Regions from separate parts of the Ovis aries genome. Here region 1 is linked to region 2. A link is a contact called in public Hi-C data. All regions are on one chromosome and are shown on one strand. Each heading gives the region's core, a stretch centred on a gene start, on an enhancer-like site or on the middle of the called end of the contact. The rest is flanking DNA. Distances are from core to core; before and after follow the strand shown.

Region 1 (5,503 bases), core at 1,210-3,709, 100 kb after region 2:
TTTCTTTCTAGGTTCCTTCTTGCATTTCTAAGCCATAATGAAGATAGATTAATCAATATATTGTCAACTGCTATAAAATTTGGAAACAGAAAATAACACCCAATGGAATATCAGGAAAAAGGAATTTTATTCCACTGTGGATTATAAAATCTAAGCAGAAAAGAAAACCTACAAAAATGTGAAACCCTTCAATAATAAATAAATGCACATAATCCTTCACTCACAGGCATTTTATCTTTTGAAATTTAAATTTTTGTCTTTTAAATTTAAAGCCTCAAAAATAAACATAACTATCTTCATAAAAATAACCCATCTATTTTGTTAGGATTGGTACCATAGTAAATGTTTTTGGAAGAGTGAATGCAAAGGGTTACTGGAACTGGGGAGAATGAAAACCGTAATTTTATGCCTCACATCATTATGAAATACTTTGAGAAGTTCCAGTTATATTTTGCTCTTTTAAAAACCAGTTTCACTACTGGTAATACTTGATAATAATAGGAAACAGGTTAACCTATTTGTGGAGTATGTGCTAGACAGTATATTAAGAAAACGGATATAGTAGGTAAAGATCAAAATGAAAAAAAGTACATTTTGCTTCAAATAACTAATATATATTCGAACACTTAATAAGGCAGTTCTCCACCGGGAGTGGCACCAACCTCATTTGGAAGCGGCTAGGCAGTTTTGATTGTTCCAAGACTGGGGAGCACTTTAGGTATTTAGTGGGCAGGGACCAGAAATGCCAACCTTCCTGTAATGCACACGAAAGTGCCACACAACAGAAACTGTCCTGTTCAAAATGTCAACAGAGCCCTTACCAAGAAACTCTAGAATACAGAAAGGAGAACAGATACATGCATACCAAAAACGGAACACCAGCACTAAATGCAGGCATCTGTTTTACATTAACTTTGGAGAAAATATGTACCATAGGAACCCTGGCAAAGGAGACATAATGGAGAGGATGAGCTACCATGTGTACTTCACAGATGTCTAGGGAACAGGAAAGGGGAAGGCATTCGAGGATTAATAATATAACCACTCTGGGTACCTTTAGTTGAACACACTAGGAAATCAGGTGGGGACATATCTGAAAATCTACTGTTTAGTATGGATCCCAATCCTTAGAGGAACAGGAGCATACTGCTTCAAGTAAGAAATATTTGGAAGAGATATTTCCAACTGCTGAAAAGTAGCAATTTCAAATGGGGGGTGGGTAGGGAGGGATAAAGGAAGGTAATTTTAGGTCACAGAAAAGAATAAAACACTTGAGACCTTCAGACAGTCCAAAGCTGGTGAGGTGACAAATTTCACCTACTGGCAATTCTGCCTGTGACTAGTACAGGTATCTTGGAGCTAATGACTCCTGTGGGCACAGAAGCAGTAAAGGATTCTGAGCAGGTGACCATAAACACACGCTTTTAGAAGATGGATTGGCATCAATGTATAAGAGTGACTGAAGTAAGGAGACACTGAAGGTACGGAGAGTTCCTTAGAGGTTCCCCCATAAGCCCAGGTGAGGCAACATGGGCCTGCCTGGGAGAAGATGATAGCTGCTGGATGCTACAGATGATAGATGCTACAGTGAAGGAAGTGGAAAGGTACTCATTCCTGAGATGACCAAGCAGACTCGATGACTGAGGACAGACTTTCCTAACTGAACCAATACGGGGACCATAACATCATCAACAATGTTTGGTTTCCACTTGCGTGAATGCTGCCTGTTGCCGTGGAAAGGTACACCCTCTCTGATGCTGTGGAGTAAAAACTTCCTTACCACTGTCTACATGGCCCCAGTAAGGAAATACCTGATTAACCGAAGAACCATTAGAAAAACAGTGTGAAAGAATAGAGGCAGTAAGTCCTTATTGTTGCTTTGAAATTCTTCCATCAAACTCTTATCAGTTATGGGAAAGCACCACAGAGCTAACCATGTTCAATTAGTTAACAAGTTTGCACTGAAAACCTACTACGTCATATTCTCTAACCCACCTCTCTCATCATCTAATCCATCTCTCTCTCTCATTAGACCATAACTGCTAAATCCATTATTTCATTTTCTTTTGTTCTTTTCTTAAGTCAGTTTGCAGCAAGGTAAAAACCTATACTACTTATAAAACACCATGCCCAAAACGAAACAAAAAGCTCAAACCCACAAAAACAAAACCAAAAACCTATCCTTTAAGAAATGTATTGCCATATAATTGTTGAAGGAAAAAAGTGCTACTGATGTTAATACAGTGATGGATAGGTATATCACTGCAATAAAATTTGAATGTTATAATTTTATTCAAAAAGTAATGAAAAATAATTTTACTGAAGCGTAGTTGATTTAGAATGTTTTGCCAATCGTTGCTATACAGCAAAGTGACTTAATTATACACATTTAGACGTTTTTACAAAAAGTAATTTTAAGACTCTGTAAAAGGTTATTTCTTTACAAGAGAGACATCTAGTGGCTAGCTTCTAAAACAGGACTGGAGCTCAAATATCAATTCATACTGCTGTTTAACAATGGACACACTTCTACTATCTAAACACTCTAAGTTTAAGACAGACCCATAGACAGAGAGCCTAAGAACTCTGAGCCAAAGTAAGATAGCAACTCAGTTCTAAGTTGACAGTGGTAAAGGAATGAAGATAGACTGGGATGCTTAGAACTGAGGGTCAGGGTCATGCGGAGATAAACTGCCAGAAGAGGAAGGTCAAAAGCTGGGTCCACTCCTAGGGAATAAGAGGTTAGACCACACAAGAGAGCATATGCCTGGAGATAAGGTAAATATATTACTGGGGAGGAGTCCTCAGTCCAATTCTTTTTTTCCAAATGATAACTCAAAATATATTGCTCCTCACTGCTGAATCCTCAGCTCAGACCCTAATAGCCCAGGAAAATAAAATAAGGAACTTAGGCAACCAAATGAGATGTTATTCAAACACAATCAAGATAATCTCTAGGTTTGCTACCCATGGCTTCCTTTAAAAGAAAAAATAAAAAACTAAAATACAACTGAAAAGATGAAGCCATGGATAAAAACATGGAATTTTATCTGAGTATCAGAATACTTTCTGAAGACTATAACTACAACTCAAAATGTATAATGGTCCTACCACATTTATCAATTTTTAAAAAATTATCATTTAAAAAATTCATTTATTCTTAAAATAAATATAACATGCACAGTCTAAAATTCAAAAAAGGTACAAAAGGGCACATAATTCCCACTCCTGTCCTCTACATAGTTCCCCTCCCTTAAGATAACTACTATTAATAGCTTATAACATAAGAAGAGATATTATATTAACCTTTACTTTTCACACAGTGGCAGAAAATGGTAGTATATCATGAATGTAGTTCTGTATCTGCCTTTATTCACTTAGTATTTCTGGCAACCACTCCATATTCATACATTTAGAGTTGCTGAATTTTTTTCCCATTATAAAGGCACACCATAATTCACTTAAGTAGTCCACTATTGATGGGTATTTAGATTCATACTACTCTCTTACTATCAAAACACTGCACTGAATATCTTTGTACATATTTAATTTTCCACACATATGATTATATGTGCCAGATACATTTCTAAGAGTAGCACTGTTCAGTGAACAAGTCATTATCATGCCTTCCTGATCCATCTCTCTTCAACAACTGAAGTTCCCTTCGTTCAGGGCCACTACTTATTTCAAGCCATTAGTGCAAAATGGTAAAGAAGATCATCTGAAAATCCTCTCAAAGCACGCAATAAGAAATCCTGGACAAATACAGCAAACATATTGAGCTCATCAAAAAGTAAGAAAAATCTTCAGGAGCCAAAAGGAAGCAGGAACTAAAAACCATAATGGAATGAGGAAACTACACTGCTCTGGAGGCCTCTGCCTCTGAGTAACCAAGAGGCTTAGTAATTAAAAGGCTTATGTTTCAACAGCCACTGGGTAACATGAGACAAGATAATGGTATCACATAAGGCGAAGACCTTAAATTGAGACCACTGCATAAAACTAATGAAAAGGTGAACCAGAAAAATTGTGCCTACCAGCAAAGGGAGATGAAGAAACAAGTTCATCTCAGTTTAAGCCTGAGGATCAGGGGTTGGGGGAAAGGTTTCAATTGAGAATGAATAACTATGAAATCCTCAAATGGGGTTGGAGTTCAAATCATTACCATAGTATAGTCTGATAAAATTCAAACTAAGAAATCAAAGAGGGTCCTGGACTGGTGCATTGGGGTATCTGGCATAAGCAATCGCATACCACCTTCTACATGAACTTGACTTCACAATTACATTTTAGAAAAAAACAAGGAAATAAGCCATCATAATGAAGAATCAGCAGAAACAGCAGATAGCTGTAGCAAATTTCCAAGAAATTCAGACAGAATTATTTATGCAGATAACAGATGTATTAAATTATTTAATAAAAAGGGAGGTTAAAACCTGAGAAGGGAACACATTCTTCTTAAAAGACCAGATACATTTGAAAAAGGAACATAACTCCTAGACATGAAAAATGTAACTGAAACAAAAAACCCATCCAGTGCATGGGCTAAAGGTCAGATTAATTAGACACAACAAGGAGGGAAAAGTGACTTGGCTGATACAGCTGAATTAATTGCCCAGAATGTAGCAAAGATGAACAAAGAAGCAAAAAGTTAAGGTAACATATTAGAATTTTCCAGAATTACCCAGAAAGCATACCACCACCGAAGGAAGATAAATCATCCAAAGACAAAAATGAAGAACTTAAAAGCAATCGACATAGAAAGACTATATAAAACAACAATGTTCTCAATAGTGGCAAAAGAAGTGAGAAGACAGTGTAACAAATAATTAAACTGAAGTACTAAAATGTGACCCTGAGAAACTTCATATTCAGGTAAACTATTGTTCAAAAGCAAGGGTGGAGCTATAGGATTCATACATATGAAATTTTAAAACAGGCAAAATTCATCTTCAGGGGAAAAATTAGAATAGGTTGTCTAGGGAGGAAATGAGATAACTAGGAAAAATCTTTTGGGTGATGATAGTGTTTTACCTATTTACAGGGACTGGGTTATACAGGTATATATGCATTTGTCAAAACTCAACAAATATACACTTAAGATTTGTGTATTTCACTGCATGTAAATTTCACAACAGTAGTAAAAGTTAGCTTCTTATCTTTCAGACAACTAAACTCCAATATTATTTTTTCACTGGATATTTATCATGGATGTCATGGCATGACAATACTTCTATATCTAATTTAATGGTTGCATAGAATTCCACTGTATGAAGGCATCATTATTATTAACTTAGCTCAGTCCAGTACCGAGGGACACTCAAAGTTGTTTCCAGGTTTTGAGTTATTAAAAACAGTACTGCACTAGATAAATATGTACATATCTCTGTGAACTGTACTAATACATGTGTAGGCTAAATTCCCTGAAGAGGCATGCATAACATTTTTAGAAATACTGCCTTCTAAAATGACTCCTAAGTTTTTACTCTCAAGAACAGTGAAA
Region 2 (5,655 bases), core at 297-2,796:
GGAAACAGTGGAAACAGTGTCAGACTTTATTTTGGGGGGCTCCAAAATCACTGCAGATGTTGACTGCAGCCATGAAATTAAAAGACGCTTACTCCTTGGAAGAAAAGTTATGACCAACCTAGATAGCATATTCAAAAGCAGAGACATTACTTTGCCGACTAAGGTCCGTCTAGTCAAGGCTATGGTTTTTCCTGTGGTCATGTATGGATGTGAGAGTTGGACTGTGAAGAAGGCTGAGTGCTGAAGAATTGATGCTTTTGAACTGTGGTGTTGGAGAAGACTCTTGAGGGTCCCTTGGACTGCAAGGAGATCCAACAGTCCATTCTGAAGGAGATCAACCCTGGGATTTTGTTGGAAGGAATTATGCTAAAGCTGAAACTCCAGTACTTTGGCCACCTCATGCGAAGAGTTGACTCATTGGAAAAGACCCTGATGCTGGGAGGAATTGGGGGCAGGAGGAAAAGGGGACGACCCAGGATGAGATGGCTGGATGGCATCACAGACTCAATGGACGTGAGTCTGAGTGAACGCCAGGAGTTGGTGAGGGACAGTGAGGCCTGGCGTGCTGGGATTCATGGGGTCGCAAAGAGTCGGGCACGACTGAGAGACTGAACTGAACTGAACTGAACTGAACCAAATGTAATGGCATGCTGGGTCACAGCCCTCTTGCCGATTATGCTCTTCTTTTTTTTAATTAATTAATTTTTTAAAATATTAATTAATTTATTTTAATTGGAGGTTAATTACTTTACATTATTGTATTGGTTTTGCCATACATCAACATGAATCTGCCACAGGTATACACGTGTTCCCCATCCTGAACCCCCCTCCCTCCTCCCTCCCCGTAACATCCCTCTGGGTTGTCCCAGTGCCCCAGCCCCAAGCTCTTCTTTCCTGTCTGTTTCCAATGTGGTCCACTGCCTAGGAAAAAGGCTTCAATAACTAGGCTTACCTTTAAAACTAAATAACAGAAATCTTGGGATTCACTGTGCACCATTTCTAGTGAGGCCAAGAATACAAATCACACATCCATTAGTTATTATCACAATGTCAGAACATGTAACTTCACCTAAAAGGCCATAAATAGACATCAGGAAGCCTAGACTGCTTACCAAAGGGAAGTGGCTGCTGCTGCTGTGGCTAAGCTGCTTCAGTCGTGTCCAACTCTGTGCGACCCCATAGACGGCAGCCCACCAGGCTCCCCTATCCCTGGGATTCTCCAGGCAAGAACACTGGAGTGCGTTTCCATTTCCTTCTCCAAAGCATGAAAGTGAAAAGTGAAAGTGAATTCACTTGGTCATGTCCGACTCTTAGTGACCCCATGGACTGCGGCCCGCCAGGCTCCTCCGTCCACGGGATTTTCCAGGCAAGAGTGGAAAGGCATTCAAAACAAAACCACCCAACCGCTTACTGACAAGACTGTCAGAGGACTCTCTTGAGTTTACGCTGATATTATGTCATTTAAGCACAGTCGTTTAAAACCAAGCAGAGACAGACTGTTCTTCCAAGCTTTGCAAAAGAAGCACTGGAATTTCCAAGAGCAACACCATCAAGGGCAATGAGCAGACCTCACTGCTAGCACAGCCCACGTACACACAAGGATCCAGAGGCAGTGTGTACACAAGGCACCCTTATGAGGGGACTCAGTATTTGCGCACAGGCATTATTTACCTGGGCTTCCCTGGTATCTCAGACGGTAAAGAATCTGCCTGCAATGCAGGACATCCAGGTTCAATCCCTAGATTGGGAAGATCCCCTGCAGAAGAGAATGGCAGTCCACTCCAGTATTCTTGCCTGGAGAATTCCATGGACAGAGGTGCCCAGCAGGCATTCCATGGGTTGCAAAGAGTCAGACACTACGGAGCAACCACATATTATTTACCTATGCTCTCACCACTCTAGACCATGCTGTCCTCAAAGTCAGAGACCACATGTTAGTCACCCTTGTATCCCTAAACCCTAGCATGGTGCAATCATTTAATAAATGTCCTTTAAAAGTCAAGCGGGAATCCCCTAGCAACCTAAAGGGTTGTAGGAAACACCCAATGTGATAGCCTTGAGACTTAGAACACAAAACAAGGCTTCAGATCCAAGTTGAAACTAAAGAACACAGGCTTACTATCTCTTTCCTGAGTTCAATTTTTGAAACATTTAAAAAATGGATTTGTTTCCAGCCTTCAGTGAGTATTTGGGTGGGACTGGGTTTTATCTGAACCAGTCTGCCCATCCTTTTCCCACGGTGTTCTGGAAGAAAGCAAAGAGTGGTGACTCACAAGCTGGCGCTATTCTTAGTTCTTATGTACTGACAGCAGACTGAATTCCAAAAGTGAGGCATTTACTGAATACAAAGGATTAAAACCTGGATGTCCTGGCCCTAAAATGTGCTTCATGTTATAAACTTTCCAACATGCTGCTAAATTAGCTGCATTTGGTTCCAGATGGTTAATGCCTAGTGAGTGGAAAGGTGACTTCAAGTGGAAATTGCCTCAATTCTTACCTTATGTCACTTCAGAATTATTCCCTGAGTTTACGTCACACCCTCATCTCCTACCACCTTCCTTGGCTCCAGCTTTTTGAATTTCAGGCTCTTGAAAACAGTGCTTGCAGGATGGGCCAATTATGAAAGTAGTCCTTTCTGGCCACCTCCCCTGGATGGAGACTCAAGGACTTTTCTATTGGAAACTGCAGAGCAAGGACTTGGGAAGTGCAGAAAACCCACAAAAGAGAAAGGTGATTGGAATCAGGATGAGCTACGGAAAGATAACGAATCCACAGGAATGTCATAATTCACTATGTTCTTCTCATTCCACCCCAACACACAAGCATGCACACACACATGTACACACAACACACACTTCAGTGCATTTGTCCAATACCCGTTTCACATAGTCCTCTGACTTCCTTCTGAGTTTCCACACCCTTAATGAGTTGTTGTTCAGTAGCTCAACTGTGTCCAGCTCTTTGCAACCCCTTGGACGGCAGCACACCAGGCTTCCCTGTCTTTCATCATCTCCCAGAGTTTGCTCAAACTCATGTCCATTGAGTCAGTGAAGGGCATCACCCTTTACAAGGGCTTGCTCTTTTTTACATTTTCTTACTGCTGTCACCTTGCCTTTATAGGGCCACCATATTACTTCAGTGCAGTCTCAGACTGCATGGCACTTCCTTCTGTCTTTGAAACACAAACTCTCTAAATCATACTTCCTTCATTATTTCCATGTAAACTCCACACCCTGGGGAACCTGTTATCTACCCCTAGAAGACAGAAATCATGGATATCTAAATTATTCTACATAGTGCCTAGCAAGGAAGCAAATCCAAGTGCAGGCTTAGTATCACCATGCTTGTTCTCTGATTATAATGGTGAGGATAATGATCTCATTCACTTTAATTGCACCTTCTTGAGAAGTCAGGCTCACCAGTGAGTGGCTCAAAAACTGCAGCATCAATGGATCTGAAAGTACTAAGAAAAGGTGAAAGGGCTGGCTCTATAAAGGCAAGGTGGTAACAATAAAAGAAAATAGAACAAGAGCAAACATTCATAAAGGGACTTGAAACTCAGGAAGGTAGGACGATGTAGCAGAAATGTTCAGTTCAGTTCAGTTCAGTCGCTTAGTCGTGTCCGACTCTTTGTGACCCCATGGATAGCAGCACGCCAGGCCTCCCTGTCCATCACCAAATCCGGGAGTTCATTTAGACTCACGTCCATTGAGTCAGTGATGCCATCCAGCCATCTCATCCTCTGTCGTCCCCTTTTCCTCCTGCCCCCAATCCCTCCCAGCATCAAAGTCTTTTCCAATGAGTCAACTCTTCGCATGAGGTGGCCAAAGTACTGGAGTTTCAGCTTTAGCATCATTCCTTCCAACAAAATCCCAGGGTTGATCTCCTTCAGAATGGACTGTTGGATCTCCTTGCAGTCCAAGGGACCCTCAAGAGTCTTCTCCAGCACCACAGTTCAAAAGCATCAATTCTTCGGCACTCAGCCTTCTTCACAGTCCAACTCTCACATCCATACATGACCACTGGAAAAACCATAGCCTTGACTAGATGGACCTTTGTTGGCAAAGTAATGTCTCTGCTTTTGAATATGCTATCTAGGTTGGTCATAACTTTTCTTCCAAGGAGTAAGCGTCTTTTAATTTCATGGCTGCAGTCACCATCTGCAGTGATTTTGGAGCCCCAAAATATAAAGTAATGTAGCAGAAATGTAGAAAGGGCAAAAACTTTGGGTTTGGGAGCAGTTAGGTCTGGATTAGACACCTTGTTTGGTTACATAATAACTGCCTAATCTTGAGCGAGTTGCTTAACTTCACTGAACGCCAACTTCCTAAGTTTAGAAAGATGTTCACATGCTCACCTCAGAGGATTTTCTTGAACGTAAGGTGAGATAACCTTTAAGGTTTTGGTTCATGTCAGTTCCCTCCCCTCTTACCTCAGAAAAAAGGATCCATAGTGATAATTTCCAACAGAACCCACACAGTTGGTCCTGTCTGTGATTAGTGTGTTTTCAGAGGCTCATATTAAGTTTCTCATTTGTATGTGTTTAACTATTGTCTCATGAAGATGCCCATGTTTTCTGCAATCGCCAGCTTCAAGGGGAACATACATGTTACAGCCTGCGTGTGACTGAGTCTGACCCATCCTATCCACCAAAATATACAAACTGAAAAAGACCTCACATTTTTAAAGGGTGGGACTCAAAGTTAAGATGTTCCTTGTCTTTATTCCCAGAGCAATTTGGCTGCCTTTTACCTGGAACATAGATCGCTGTATTATATTGTCTGTTTATGCCTCTAGATCTTTTCTAGGCTATGAGAGCTAATGTAGCAAAATCTAGATGTTGTTTCTCTTTGCCTTGCCACCTAGAATGAAGCTTGTCATTCATATCATATTAATAGGGCTGAACTGAGCCATTCGTCTTCGGAATTGGCAGTGTCTTGATATATATTCACATTTTGTAATTCCCCCAGCAGCATTTCCTAGGGTGAGAAGATTCAAGCATTGAAGACATGTTGTCTTTGCCCTTTAACCACTGACAGTTCAGGTGATCAAAAAGTACGAACTTTCAGTTATAAAATAAATAAATCCTGGGAATGTAATGTACAGTGTAGTGACTATAGTTCATGCTGTGCTAAGCTGCTTCAATTGTGTCCAACTCTTTGCGACTCTATAGACTGTAGCCCACCAAGCTCCTCTGTCCATGGGATTCACCAGGCAAGAATACCAGAGGGGGTTGATATGCCCTCCTCCAGAGGATCTTCCTGACCCAGGAATCGAACTCGCATCTCTTATGTCTCCTGCATTGGCAGGCAGGTTCTTTTACCACTAGTACCACCGGGGAAGCCCCAATCATAGTTGATACTGCATTGTAAATAAGAGTAGATCTTAAAACTTCTACTCACCCCCCAAAAAAACTATATGAGGTGATGGATGTGAACTAGACTTACTCTGGTGATCATTTCCCAATACACATATATATATATATATACATTGAATCATTATGTTGTATACCTAAAATTAATATAATATTATACATCAAATTTTAAGTTAGAAACAAGTACAAAAAAATAGAACTGACTGTTTAAAAACAGCTTTTTTTTTTTTTAAGCTAATATTTAATCAAAGGAGAGAGGATAAAAGATGTCAAAGAAATGC

What was found. Hi-C and Micro-C count contacts between places; a contact is called where the count stands out from the background.
Region 1: a contact with region 2 is called in a Hi-C map of mixed tissues, with 2.4 times the contacts expected there. The contact joins two enhancer-like sites. A contact is called at or near these places in 4 of 16 Hi-C or Micro-C datasets (hypothalamus, liver and mixed tissues).

The regions. Positions count from the first base shown.
Region 1 is chr1:62,725,207-62,730,709 of ARS-UI_Ramb_v3.0, forward strand. All of the region lies in intron 5 of ZNHIT6 (zinc finger HIT-type containing 6), which reads right to left. Among named protein-coding and RNA genes, the nearest start is that of ZNHIT6, 25 kb to the right of the region's middle. Within about 2 kb of position 2,460, at least 5 of the 54 cell types and tissues checked have an H3K27ac peak or open chromatin away from gene starts, as enhancers often do.
Region 2 is chr1:62,621,910-62,627,564 of ARS-UI_Ramb_v3.0, forward strand. All of the region lies in intron 2 of LOC132657978 (a long non-coding RNA gene), which reads right to left. Among named protein-coding and RNA genes, the nearest start is that of CCN1, 11 kb to the right of the region's middle. Within about 2 kb of position 1,547, at least 4 of the 54 cell types and tissues checked have an H3K27ac peak or open chromatin away from gene starts, as enhancers often do.